3 separate regions of the Sus scrofa genome follow, and regions 1 and 2 are each linked to region 3. Evidence: chromatin contacts called from public Hi-C data. All regions are on one chromosome and are shown on one strand. Each heading gives the region's core, a stretch centred on a gene start, on an enhancer-like site or on the middle of the called end of the contact. The rest is flanking DNA. Distances are from core to core; before and after follow the strand shown.

Region 1 (3,828 bases), core at 353-2,852, 220 kb after region 3:
GCCCATGGGCTCTGTACGTGTTCTGGACACCCAGGGGGCATGGCAGAGGCCACCTGGGGCTGGTCCATCTGGAGTTCCTGTCCGCAGATGGGTGAGGAGTCTCCTGGGTGCCGTGGCAGAGCCTCCCCCATCGCCCAGGTGCTGACTGCAGGGTCAGGCAGGGACTCTGGTCACCACAGAGGCGGCGTCTGCAGGTACCGGCCAGCTGGGGTGGGGAGAGTGTGTGATGTGGCATGTGTGGGGTTTGGGGCCGGTCTGCATCTCCCTCACACCTGTGCTCCAACACCCTGATGCCTCAGGGCGGCCTCCTCCACATAACTTTCCAAGAGCTAAAAGCAGCGGGGCCATCCGGTGGCGTGGGGATAGCAGGGCCTGGAGGAGGCGGGGGAAGGCCAGATTCCCACGGGCGGACTCGCCTGGTCCTGGACGGCCGGACCATGGGCACCCCTTCCGGGATCCGCCCAGGGCCTGGGGCCAGCTCTGCGGTGGCCGTTCAGATCCCACCTGAGGGTGCCTGGGTGGGCAGACTTGAGGTGAGCGTGGCTGCTCCCCGTGGCTGCATCCACTGGTGCTAGGAATGTGGTCGGTTACCTCATTGCCTGAGAGGCAGTCCGGGCCGTGGTCAAGGGTGAGAACTTGCAGGTCTCTGCTCTCCTGCCCAGAGCCACGAGCTCCGCCCAGCCACGGTCTTCCAGATCTGTCGCGACCGAGGACCAGCCTGACAGCGTAGCAGCCTGTGCGGGAGCATCCGAGCCCCACTCACAGGAAGGGCAGGGGTAGTGTGCTGGCCTGCCCACTGACCAGCCCTCCCTCGGTCCAGGCCCCCACCTGCCTGCCACCTTCAGGTGCCTGCAAATACTCTTGGAGGCAGATGAGCAGCTCCAGGCCCTGCAGGAGGGCTCTCTCTATGTTGACGCTGTCCGGGGAACTTTGGCCTGGGCTCCCTGGGCCTCCCGGGGCCGCCCCACCTCCCTGCTCTGCCTCCCCTCCCCCAGGGCCAGGGAGGGGACCGTGGGAGCGGAGAGTTAGTCTCAGTGCAGTGTCCACTGGTGCATAATGACCCTATTCATGGGCCGTGTGGAAAATTCAGTTGGGAAACAGTGCAACTATTTTTACGAGGACAGTTCTCCCCGTGAGCAGAGGACCCCACCTGGCACAGGTTCTGGTGGGGCTCCCGGTCACTGTGGCCACACAAGGCCACCCAGGATTTGATTCTCAGGGCCCCCGGGGGTTCAGTCACGGGGGCCCAGCGACGCAGGGTGCCTCCCGTGCTCTCCTGTTAAGTGGGCACGATCCTTTGGCAGGGGGCCTTTGGGAGGGTCGGGGTCCCGGGGGAACTCTGGCGGGGCTCACGCTGGCACCGCGAGGCGGGGGGTCACCCTTTAACAGGGCCTGTCTTCCCGTAGAAGGCCGGGGGTCGTAAGGGGGGAACATGCGGGGTGGAAGGTACGGGGCTCTGCGGCCGCTGATTCTCCCCGGGGCCGCAGTGGCCCAGGGACGAACCGGCGATCTGCGGCCAACAGACCGGACCCGCCCGGCGTTCGGGCCCCGCCCCGCGGGGCTGCCCACCAGTGCGCACGCGTCGACTGCTTCCACCTCCCCGGGCGGGAGGCGGCAGCGAGAGGCCGGCTACTTCCGCCCAACCGCCTAGAGCGGCCGCCCCGGCAAACCGCGCCCCGGAACCGGAAGCGATTATGGTCCCGCCCCGCTAGTGGCCATCTTGGAAGCTAAGGCGGCGGCGGCGGCGGCGGCGGCGGCGGCGGCGGCGGCGGCGGCGGCGGCGGTCGGGTGGGCCCAGTCCCGGCGCGGTGCGGCTCTGCGGCACGGGCCCCGCTCTCCCGCTCCCTGCTCCGGCCTCGACCACGGCGAGCCTGAGCGCGGCGGCGGCCCACGCGCGGCGACGGGGAGAGGTGAGCGCGCGCCGCGGGCCTGCGCCGGAGCCTCGGCCGCGAGTCCGCCCCGCTGGAGCCGGCCAGGGTGGCGGGCGGCGGGCACGGGGTCTCCGCACAGCCCGACCCCGCTCCGTCTGTGCTCGCGGGGCCCGGCCTGGAGCTTCCATGCGCGGAACGCTAGGTCGGTTACGGTGGGGCGCCCGGGGCTCCGGGCCGGGTCGTCCTCCTGCCAGCTTGGGGATTCTGGTGGTCCCACGGCTGGTGTCCCACGGAAAGGCCTCCTGCCAGTGGCACACTTGCGGGCGCCGCCGGGACGAGCCGGCGTAGGGCTTGCTTTGTAAACATGTCCTGGGAGTCCGCGTTGACGAGGGCTGGTTGCTGTTGAGGCCGTCGACACTTCACACCTGAGCAGCTTTTTGAGTCCCAGCAGGAAGGCGCGAGCCTGCTTATTCCCCTTGGAACGGTAACCAATTGAAAAGCCAGGCGGCCGGAGTGGGACGCCGCAGTCGGGGGGCTCTGTTGCCGGCCGGCTAGTGTGGGCCCCGGGCAGGTTCTTCCCCTATGCCCGCCTGCTCTCCTTAGCTGCCCGTTGCCAGCACGGTCTCGAGAGCTCTGGCCAGTGTAAGCTTCTGGTCCCCTGTCCTGCTAGTAACACTTAGCTGACGTGTGTCCAGTTGAAATCCATTCCCAACCCCTTGTCGCGCCTGCCCCCGCTCCCCACCCCCAGGCGCCAAACAGTTAAGGAGAGGAGAGCCTGCTCCTGGTGGGAGGGGAGGTGGTCAGTGGGTAAGAACCCTCCGCGCGGTGGCTCTGGGCCCTGTTCTTTCCAGCTGAGTGACCTTCGGTGCTTGGATCTAGTTTTGGCAGAAGGGAACTTGAGAGTCCTGCTTAATTGAAAAGTCCAGTGTGTCTGCAGGCACAGTTGGACCCTGTGCCTACAACTTGGAGTCAGTAATCCTCCCTCAGCCCCCAGCCTCCATCTGGCTGTGAAACAGTCCCGGTGGGGAAGGGAAAGTCCTGGGCACGGGTGTGTCGCGTGCCCGTCCGTCGGTCAGGCCAAGGTCTCTGTCACAGCATCACTGAGTGCTCGGACCCCGGGCGGGAGCGATGCTAGGCCGCCGGCGGCGCCCTGTTTCCACTTGCTGCCCACGGGACTCTGTCACCTGCGGGCGTAGGCTTCGGTTGCTCTCCTTCAGCGTCTCTGCGCTAAAGTTTTGTTTGCCTCTGTTTTGTTTCGTCTGATGTTTTTTTTTCTGTGTCTGCACCCCGTTTCCTTCTGTGAATTACACCTTCTGTGTCTTTGTGTGGGGACTTGTCTTGAAGGGAGCTTGAGCCCCAGCTCATGTCCCGTGGAGGTGCTCTGGCTTCTGTAGGTGGGGAAAACTGGAAGAAACGGTCACACCTGAAGTCCCCTGGAGGGGCTGCGATGAGGCACAAGAAGGGTCATTAGAAGCCCTTTTAGCGGACTGAGGAGGTGTGTGAGAGGTAGGATCTTCAAGGTTGCGCACCTGAGAGCAAGAGTGAGCGGGAAGTCCGCGTGTGAGCAGCTAGGCCGGGTCTGTTTTAGGAATCGGGGAGGCGGACCGCGAACCTTCCTGAGGAGCCTGCCTGGCCACTTACTCCAGGCCAAGCACAGTTGTATTCGAATCGCCCAGCGAACTGGTGTGTGTGGCAGGGCGTTAACTTTGGGGTGAACGGTTAAAGGAAACAGCCCCTTAGAGTTCTTTGAAGGCACCCTGGGTTGGGTGGTGGTTCTGCTTTCAGATCGTGGCCGTGTTTGTTCCTAGATGTCGCCCCAGGCGAACCACTGGGCCCTTTGGCTCCTTGGGCTGGAGCTTGGGTCAGTGCTCTGCGGACCCTCCCCTTCCCAGGCGGACCTGTCGCTCCTGCTGTGGGCACACCAGCTGGGTCGCAGGGAGACCAGTGAGGGACAGAA
Region 2 (4,040 bases), core at 206-2,705, 130 kb after region 3:
GTCAGGGCTCCTGTCCTTGGGTAAAGGGAGCGTGTAAAGGACACAATGGTCCTGGGTCCCCTTACACCGGAGGGAGCTCGTTTGCGACCCACCAGGCTGTGTGTCAGGCTGGCGGCAGCTGGGAGCAAGGCTCCTGGTGTGGATCAGGGGCTGTCAGGGGCCTGTCACAGGACCTGGGTGAATTCTCTCCAGGCCACACTAGGGCCAGTGAGCCTGGGGGAAGGTGCCCAGTGTTAAAAAGCCAAGGAGGTGTCAAAGCGACGGGGTCAGCACCCACAATCCAGGTGGCTCACTCTTAAGACCAAACGTAAGTAAAAGACTGGGGAGGCCGGGCGGCTGGAGTGAGAGGGGCATTCCCACAGGTGGGACCCAGAAGCAGCCCCTGCCACTGAAGAGCAGGGTCATCACGTGACTCGGCTATAGCGCTGGGCCTGGAGGCTGCAGCTTCTGCCCTCCCACTGGCCTGCCCTCCACTCCCTGCTTAGCCAGGTTGGAGCCTGGGGGTGGCCAGGCCTGGCCACTTCCTGCTAAGACTCACTGGAAGGCCCTCCTACAGGACAAGCCTCTGAGCAGAGCCAGTGGGGCTCTCCCTACATCCCTTCCCTACCAGGCGTCCCTGCAGGTCATTCTGGGGATCCTGTCCACGCTAGCCAACTTCAGTGAGGACAACAGAGCCTTTCGGGACTAGACAGGTGAAGCCCTTCTGGTCCCCTACTCTTGAGGAGCAACGCTGAGTTCTAGCCGAACCGCAAGCTCCAGGGAGACTGCTTTTGGTTTTCGAACAAAATCTTAGGCACAGGATGGGAGTTTGCTTGCTCTAAAGGAAACAAAAACCCACCTATCCCGCTTTCTATCCTGCGTTAGACGCGGGGCCTCCTTCGCTTATCCAGACCGGCAGAGCGAGGAATCTGAAAGCCAAATGGAGGGGGCGGCGGGTCCCAAGACCCCCGAGATCTTACGGCGCCCCGGCGCCGCACTATTGGCTTTCGGGCTGCAGGAGCCCGGGCGCGCAGGCACCACGTGTCGGCCACCTTCCCTCCCATCCTCGCGAGGAGGGCTCGGGGGTAGGGGCCACGCCCGCAACCTCAGCGGCTCCTGATCCTTAGCCTCCCGCTCCAGCGGGCGCAGTAGCTCCCGCCACTTCTGTCGTCCCGCGAACTCTATTTCCGTGGCCGGGACAACATCCCTGTCGCAGCTCCGAAACGCCACTTCCGGCCGCCTGGACCAACTGGCCCTTGGCCAGTCGTGGAGGGAAGGGAGTTCGGGCCACTCAGGTGCAGACGGCATCGTTTGGGATTGTGGGAAATGTAGTTTTCTAGCCTTTGCTGGACACAGGCGGAACTGGCGATCTGGGAGCGGGGCGCGCGGGGGTGGGGGGGCGGTTCCTCCGGCCGGAAGCCGTCGATTTGGGGGCCCGTCTGGGTCTGCGCAGACAAGGAGCAGGGAGCCGTGATGCGCTAGGGGGCGCTGGGCGTAGGAACTGGCGGGCGGCCGCACGCGGGCTGGGGGTCGGTTTAGGGAAGGACCGGAAGTGCTTGAGCGCGGCGGCGGAATGGTCCGCTGCGTCTCTCGGCGGCGTCTGGGGAGGCTCGGCGTGCGGCCGCAGAGCTCGCGCTCCAGGGACAGCGAAGGCGGCCGTGGCCGGGTAGGGCTCGGGACCTGGAGCCCGAGCGTCGATCCCACTCGTGCGGTGGGCGCTTCGGGGTGAAGCTGAGGCTCAGGGAGGGTCGGTACCTGCCCGGAGTCGCGCAGCTGGGGAACGGCGGAGGCGGAGGTTTTGAGGGAGTCGTACTCGAAGTAACGTTCCCGTTGCGGGAGGGGGTGGTGAGAGCGACGGGAGGGGAGGCGGGGCGTGACCGCAGTCCTCGGAGTGACCTCGGCTCCCACCTGTGTTCCAGCTCTGCTGAGCACCCGGGCCCGCCGCCACACTCAAACCATGTTCCTGGTGCGCTTGACTTCCCAGCTGCTCAGGGCTGTTCCCGGGGCAGGTAAGAGGCCCCACGGGGGCGGACGGGCTGGATACGCACCTGGGGTTGGATGTGGGACTAGCAGCTCCGCTGCGCCCCGCTGCTGTATCTCACCCCCTGGAGCCGGGGGCCTGGCTGCACAAACAGCCCCTTAAGCTTCCAAGTGTCATAGTTTGGGCCTGAGAATGTAGTAGGCAGGGGTTCAGGCCAGTCTGCCGTGGAGGTTCTGCGCCCCAGGCCCGCTGGCCGTGCATAGGAGTGGTAACTGTGTCGGCTTGTTTATTGCAGGCCGCAGTGGGTCCCCGCGCGTCTCAGAGGTACTGGGCAGGCACGCCTGCAGGCCTCGCTACAGCACGCAGCCCCCAGGCCCCAGTGGGATTGCCTCTCTTCCTGGCAAGCACGTCCACCCAGAGCTTGAGGAGATGCTGGTCCCCAGGAAGATGTCCATCAGCCCGCTGGAGAGCTGGCTGACCATTCGCTACCTCCTGCCCAGACTGGGCGCTGGGACCCCAGGGACTGTGTCTCCAGCTCAGCTCTATCAATGTCCGCCTAGCCAGGTGGGGGAAGGGGTCAAGCAGGGGGATAAGGAGGTTCGGGACACACCCCAGATGCAGTGCAAAAACATCCTGAAGATCCGCCGGCGGAAGATGAATCACCACAAGTACCGCAAGCTGGTCAAGAGAACCCGGTTCCTGCGGCGGAAAGTCAGGGAAGGGCGCCTGAGACAGAAGCAGGTCAAGTTTGAGAGAGACTTGAAGCGCATCTGGCAGAAGGCAGGCTTGAAGGAAGCCCCTGCAGGCTGGCAGACCCCCAAGATCTATCTGAAGAACCAATGAGTCTGGAGGTGCGCATGGCGGCCCCCCCCCCCCCCCCCCGTTACTGCCCACCACCCATTGTAATAAAGAACCAGCACACTCTGCTGTCTGCTGGCCTGGACCCCTGTCTGCTTGGGCGAGCTGCTTGGGGTTTGAGGTTGGTGCCAGCCTTTGATATTACAGAAGGAACAAGGACCCTCGGCAGGCAGATTGGCCATCCCTTCCTCAAGCTGGCCCTTGTCCTGGGGCCAGGCATGCACGAGTGGGAACAGCTTTGAAGAGTCCCATTCTGCCCTCAGGGCAGGCCTTTTTTTTTTCTCTCTCTCTCTTTTCTCAGCTGCCCTACATTATATAGAGTCTCTGGATTCTTTAAGCCACCGTGCAGGGTCGGGGATTGAACCTGTGCCCTGGTGCTGCAGAGATGTTGCCGATCCTGTTGCACCGCGCAGGGACTCCAGGGCAGACTCTCAATGAGCACACCAATGGCGAATGTGCCAAGGGACCTGCCTGGGGCCTGGAATGCCCAGGCCGAGGTGTTGACGTGACGAGGGTGTACAGTTAGCCTTCCAGCAGTTGAAGACCTGAGTATGATTTACAGTTGGCCTTTCACGTCCGTGGGTCTGGCTTCAACCAGCTGCAGATTGCGTGGTATCATAGGCCCTGTTCAGTGAAAAACCCTCATGTATGTGGACCCCGTGCGGTCAGGGGGGGTCTCGCTGGGCAGGCAGGAAGGGCGGCCTTGTCCTCGGCGGTGGCGATGGACGGTGTCCTGTGGGCTCCTGGCTTCTGCCGCTTGTTGGGCCCTGCGTGGGGCCGGCGAGGGGCTCCTTGGGCAGGGAGGGCCTGCTCTGGCCGGGGCAGGGGTGGACCGGCTGAGGAGGGGCTGCCGCTCTCGGAGCTGGAGAAGCCTGGCCCTTCCAGGGTGTGGGTGCCCCGTGGTTCCGCCAGGCCCTGCCAGGCTCTGTTTCCTTGGTCCCTGTCCCCTGCCCTGTGGGCCTGGCCCTGGCACCCTCTCCTGGCCCTGGCTCATGTGTGCAGCCCTCATCCTGCCTGTGGTTTGGATGCCTTGACCCTGCCGGCGACCTCAGGAGGCAGTTCGAGGTTTTATGTGGACTCTGCAGCCCTCCCCTCTTCCCCACGGGGCCGCCGCCCTCCCCAGCCCCTCCTCCCCGTTGTCTGCGTGCCAGCCCTGCCCCCCGCCCCATGTGGCTCTGGCCTGGGATCCCCGCTGACCCCAGCCTCCTCTAGCAGGGCTTAG
Region 3 (4,222 bases), core at 1,004-3,503:
GGTGCTACAGTGAGAACACCAGATCCTTAACCTGCTGCACCACAAGGGAACTCCTACTAGTTTTTCTTAAGAAACTTCTAGCTTCTGAAAAGCAGAACTATTTCTCTCTCTTTTTTTGCATCCTTTAGAGCCCCACCCATGGCATATGGAGGTTCCCAGGATAGGGGCTGAATCAGAACTGTAGCTGCCAGCCTACACCACAGCCACAGCAATGCCAGATTCAAGCCACATCTGCGACCTACACCACAACTGCTAGCAACCCCAGATCCTTAACCCACTGAGCGAGGCCAGGAGTCAAACCCATGTCGTCATGGATAGGAGTCGGGTTTGTTACCACCGAGCTATGACGGGAACTCCCCAGAACTATTTCTAAAGCACTTGTTGAGACAGTATAGAAATAAAGGGTTGACCTTATTTTGACTATTTTATCAGAAAAAAAACTTTAAAAAGCTGCAGAGATTACGTCATATTGAGCCAGGAAGTTGGCAATTGCCTTTACTGAGCAAAATAAAGTTGCATGGAACTGAGACTGCTCTCAACAAAAGGCTGCCACTTCTCTCCTTGCACCTCCAGCTGAGCTGATGATGCTGTTTAAATCGACACCATATGTGGCACAGTCAACTGGCAAAACCTGGTGAATCACAGGCTCCTGTCCCATGGCAGCTCTGGCTAAGGCTGGGGAGAAAATCCCAGGTGCCCAGGGAGTCTGGCCCATTAAGAGCGAGTAAAGCCCTGAGACCTTACGTGGACCGTATGAGCACACCGGCTGAGGGAGACCCCCAGGAAGTACAGGGTGGGCATCACCTGAATTCTGGCCACCCAGATGGGAGCCCTCAGGCACCCAAGCACCGCACAGGACCTACCCTGGGCGGGAGCATGGCATTCAGATACTTGTTGCACCTGGAGCAACAGGCCAGAGGGAAATGGCCAGAGGAGGGGACCTGCCAGGAAGGGCCAGGTTTGCCAGGGCTCCCACTACCAGACTGCCTCATCCCCAGCCTGGCGGGTGCCCCCCGGGAGCCTATCTGGTACCTTTGCCTGCTTCAATTGATTCTGAGCTCAGAGAGAGGATTATTTACTTACACACATACACGCTCAAAAACAAGCCCAAGCCCCTCTGACATGGCATCAGAAGGAATCCAAGCTCGTCAACAGCTCACCTGTCTGGCTGTACGGTCGCTCCCCCCCCACCCCCGCCTTGAAACTAGTGCGCTACAGCTCTGATGCCTGGAGACGTGAGGAAGGGCCTCTAGCCCTGCTGAACTTCAGCGAAAGCCCTAAGCCATCTGACCCTGCGGGGCGGGGGGGGGGGAAGAGGCCAAGACGCAATTAGTACCCCGTTATATACGTGCCCATTCCCTGGAGCTGCCCCAGGGGGCTGCCTCCGGCCCTGCAGGGCTCCCTGGGGTCTGGGGCCGCCGGGAGTGGGGCCGAAGATTGACTCGGCTCTGCAGACGTCAGGGCCCCGCGCTGCACCCTGGGGGGCGCGGCCGGACAGGCCAGGCCGGTCGCCCACCCTTAACTGACCCTTCCTCACTCGCTCGGGTGCGCCCCGCCCCTGTCATTCGTCCCCCTTCTTTGAGAAGCCGCCCTCGCCGCTGCCGGACCATGGCCCCAGTCCCAATGCCCCAGTCGACCCCTTCACTTGCCCGGAAGTTTGCGTCCCGCCCGCTCCGCGCAGGGGCTCCGGGGGCCTGAGGAGCGCCGAGTCTGTCAGCCGGCCAGCTTCGACCTCAGTGTGTGTGACGCCTGGCCGGCGGGCTTCGACTGCTCAGAACCCGCCACCAGCCAGGCCGCCGCGCCACGCCGCGCCGAGCCCGAGCCCGAGCCCCCCGGCCGAAGCCACCCGAAGCCCCCGGCGCTTCAGGGTCTAGGGCCGCCGCGAGCCCTGCCGGGACTTGTAGTCCGCAGCTCCGAGACAGCGGCGGGGGGGGCAGGCCTGAACCACAACTCCCAGGAGGCTACGCGGCGCCGTGACGTAGTGCGCGTGTGGGCAGGATCTACGGACCCAGCCCCGCCCCGACAGCCTGAGGGGCCTCCATCCTTGCTTCCGCGGGAAGGATTCGGGTGGGCTCTGCGCCGCCCCAGACAGGGGACGCGACCACGTCCGCCGGCGCGCGCGCACGTCGGAGAGGGGGCGGACTGCGGGCTGCGGCGCCTCTCCGGGCTGTCACCACCGTGGCGCCCGTGCCCGGGAGGGCCTGCGGACACTACGGCCCCAGGCCTCCCCAGCTACCGAAGACGCGCACGCGCGGGCCCGGACGCGCGGACCAGGCGGCCACGACCTCGCCGCGAAGGGGCGTGGCCTGAACTGGGAGTGCGTCGCCCTCGCTGGCCTTACGTGGCGCACGCAGCCAGGTTCGGAAACGCGTTCGGTTGCCGTGGAGACATGATTGGTTCCGAGATGAATCTTAGTCACAGCCGTGGAGACGGAAGGGTTCAGAGATGAGTCGACGTCACAGCCAACACTTTTGATTTGAGTTACTTTAAAATAAGAGTAAGGCCAGTGCATTTTTTTTTTTTTTTTTTCTCGGCCGTACGCGTGGCTTATGGAAGTTCCTGGGCCAGGAATGGAAACCGAGCCTCAGCGGCGACCTACTCCACAGCTGCAGCAGTGGGATCTTTAATCCACTCCTCCTGGCAAGGATCAAACAAACCCCAGTGCATGGTTTTAATTGACGCAGAACTGAAGACTTAGGGAAAAACATTGGTCCTACGCCAGTCTGCCCAGAGGCGAATATTTCCAACCCTAATATCTTTTCCTGGACAGCAACCTCTTTCTAAACCTGAGAGCAGAGAGTGCTGGGGGTGGGGGAGGGAGTGTGGTTTGGCTGCACCTGCAGCATATGGAGGTTCCTGGGCCAAGGAATGAACCCGGGCCACAGCAGTGACCCGAGCCGCTGTAGTGTCAATGCTGGATCCTTAACCCTCTGTGCCACAAGATAACTCCTGGAAGTGCTGGTTTTTTCTTTTTTAGGGCTGCACCCTTCGCATATAGAAGTTCCCAGGCTAGGGGTCCAATCGGCGCTGCCACTGCCTACCTATGCCACAGCCATAGCAACACCAGATCAGAGCAGCATCTGTAACCTATGCCACAGCTTGTGGCAACACTGACTCCTTAACCCACTGAATGAGGCCAGAGGTGGAACCTGCATCCTCATAGATACTAGTTGGGTTTGTTACCAACGAACCACAATGAGAACTCCTGGAAGTGCTAGTTTTTGATGTATTAATTTTAGACATTTTTATAGGCTTCCCAGTGAGCTCAAAGAGAACCAGACTCTTAAAAGAACTCCTCACTCCCAGCCCATCCCGCAAAGGTACATTTTCCTGACTGTGTTTGAAATCATACAGCTCATCTCAGGAGTCACTGAAGCTCAGTTTCCTTATGCCTTGGTGTGGAGGGAATTCAACCAGAGGAAGCGATAGGTAAGAAGCGGGTTTGTTAATATAGGACTCTTGTGAAGGACATAAGCGGGCAGGCAAAAGCACTCTTCCCCAAGAATTAAGTGGGCTAAATTTCTGTAATCCAAGTCCACCACCTTCCTCTTCCCTTTTAAAAAATATTGCAGGGAGTTCCCGTCATGGTGCAGTGGGAACCATGAGGTTGCGGGTCGATCTCTGCCTCGCTGAGTGGGTTAAGGATCCCTCATTGCCCTGAGCTGTGGTGTAGGTTGCAGATGAGGCTCAGATCCAGCTTGCTGTGGTGTAGGCTGGCAGCTGCAGCTCCAATTTGATGCCTACCCTCAGAACTTCCATATGCCACAGGTGCGGCCCTAAAAATAAAAGCAAAAAAAAAAAATTAAAAATACATAAAAATGTTGTGGGGAAATGGGGTGCAAGAGGATGGTCACGCCCCACGACTTGGGGAAGTTCCTGGGACCGACCACTGTTGGGCTGCACACTGCAGGCCTGCAAGGCCCCATGCCTGTCCAGTTTCAAGACTAAAGAAAGAGCCTGGATGGAGTCCCCATCCTGGCACAGCGGAAACAAATCCGACTAGGAGCCATGAAGTTTGGGGTTCAATCCCTGGCCTTGCTCAGTGCATTAAGGATCTGGTGTTGCTGTGAGTTGTGCTGTGGGTCACAGATGTGGCTCTGGATCCCGCATTGTTGTGGCTGTGGTGTAGGCCAGCAGCTATAGCTCAGATTAGACCCCCAGCCTGGGAACCTCCATATGCCACAGGGGCGGCCCTAAAAAAACAAAAGACAAAAAAAAAAGA

What was found. Hi-C and Micro-C count contacts between places; a contact is called where the count stands out from the background.
Region 1: a Hi-C map of liver shows a contact between it and region 3, with 6 times the contacts expected there. The contact joins the promoter of SCNN1D here to the promoter of MIB2 in region 3. A contact is called at or near these places in 2 of 47 Hi-C or Micro-C datasets (heart right ventricle and liver).
Region 2: a Hi-C map of liver shows a contact between it and region 3, with 8 times the contacts expected there. The contact joins the promoter of AURKAIP1 here to the promoter of MIB2 in region 3. A contact is called at or near these places in 1 of 5 promoter capture datasets (fetal skeletal muscle), 4 of 47 Hi-C or Micro-C datasets (heart right ventricle, liver and skeletal muscle) and 1 of 2 datasets of contacts at active chromatin or transcription factors (alveolar macrophages).

Annotation. Positions count from the first base shown.
Region 1 is chr6:63,565,945-63,569,772 of Sscrofa11.1, reverse strand. It overlaps SCNN1D (amiloride-sensitive sodium channel subunit delta), which reads right to left and starts at 1,602. Exons shown (of 14, transcript XM_021097433.1): 1 at 592-1,602. It overlaps UBE2J2 (ubiquitin-conjugating enzyme E2 J2), which reads left to right and starts at 1,693. Exons shown (of 7, transcript XM_003127491.4): 1 at 1,693-1,910.
Region 2 is chr6:63,654,983-63,659,022 of Sscrofa11.1, reverse strand. It overlaps AURKAIP1 (aurora kinase A-interacting protein), which reads left to right and starts at 1,455. Exons shown (of 3, transcript XM_021097450.1): 1 at 1,455-1,645; 2 at 1,899-1,988; 3 at 2,256-2,903. The coding sequence starts at 1,937. The coding sequence ends at 2,803. It overlaps LOC110261342 (a long non-coding RNA gene), which reads right to left and starts at 1,348. Exons shown (of 2, transcript XR_002345410.1): 1 at 839-1,348.
Region 3 is chr6:63,785,231-63,789,452 of Sscrofa11.1, reverse strand. It overlaps MIB2 (E3 ubiquitin-protein ligase MIB2), which reads right to left and starts at 2,253. Exons shown (of 20, transcript XM_021097467.1): 1 at 1,650-2,253. LOC102160306 reads left to right here. Exons shown (of 5, transcript XM_021097587.1): 3 at 1,633-2,358; 4 at 3,252-3,429. The coding sequence ends at 3,429.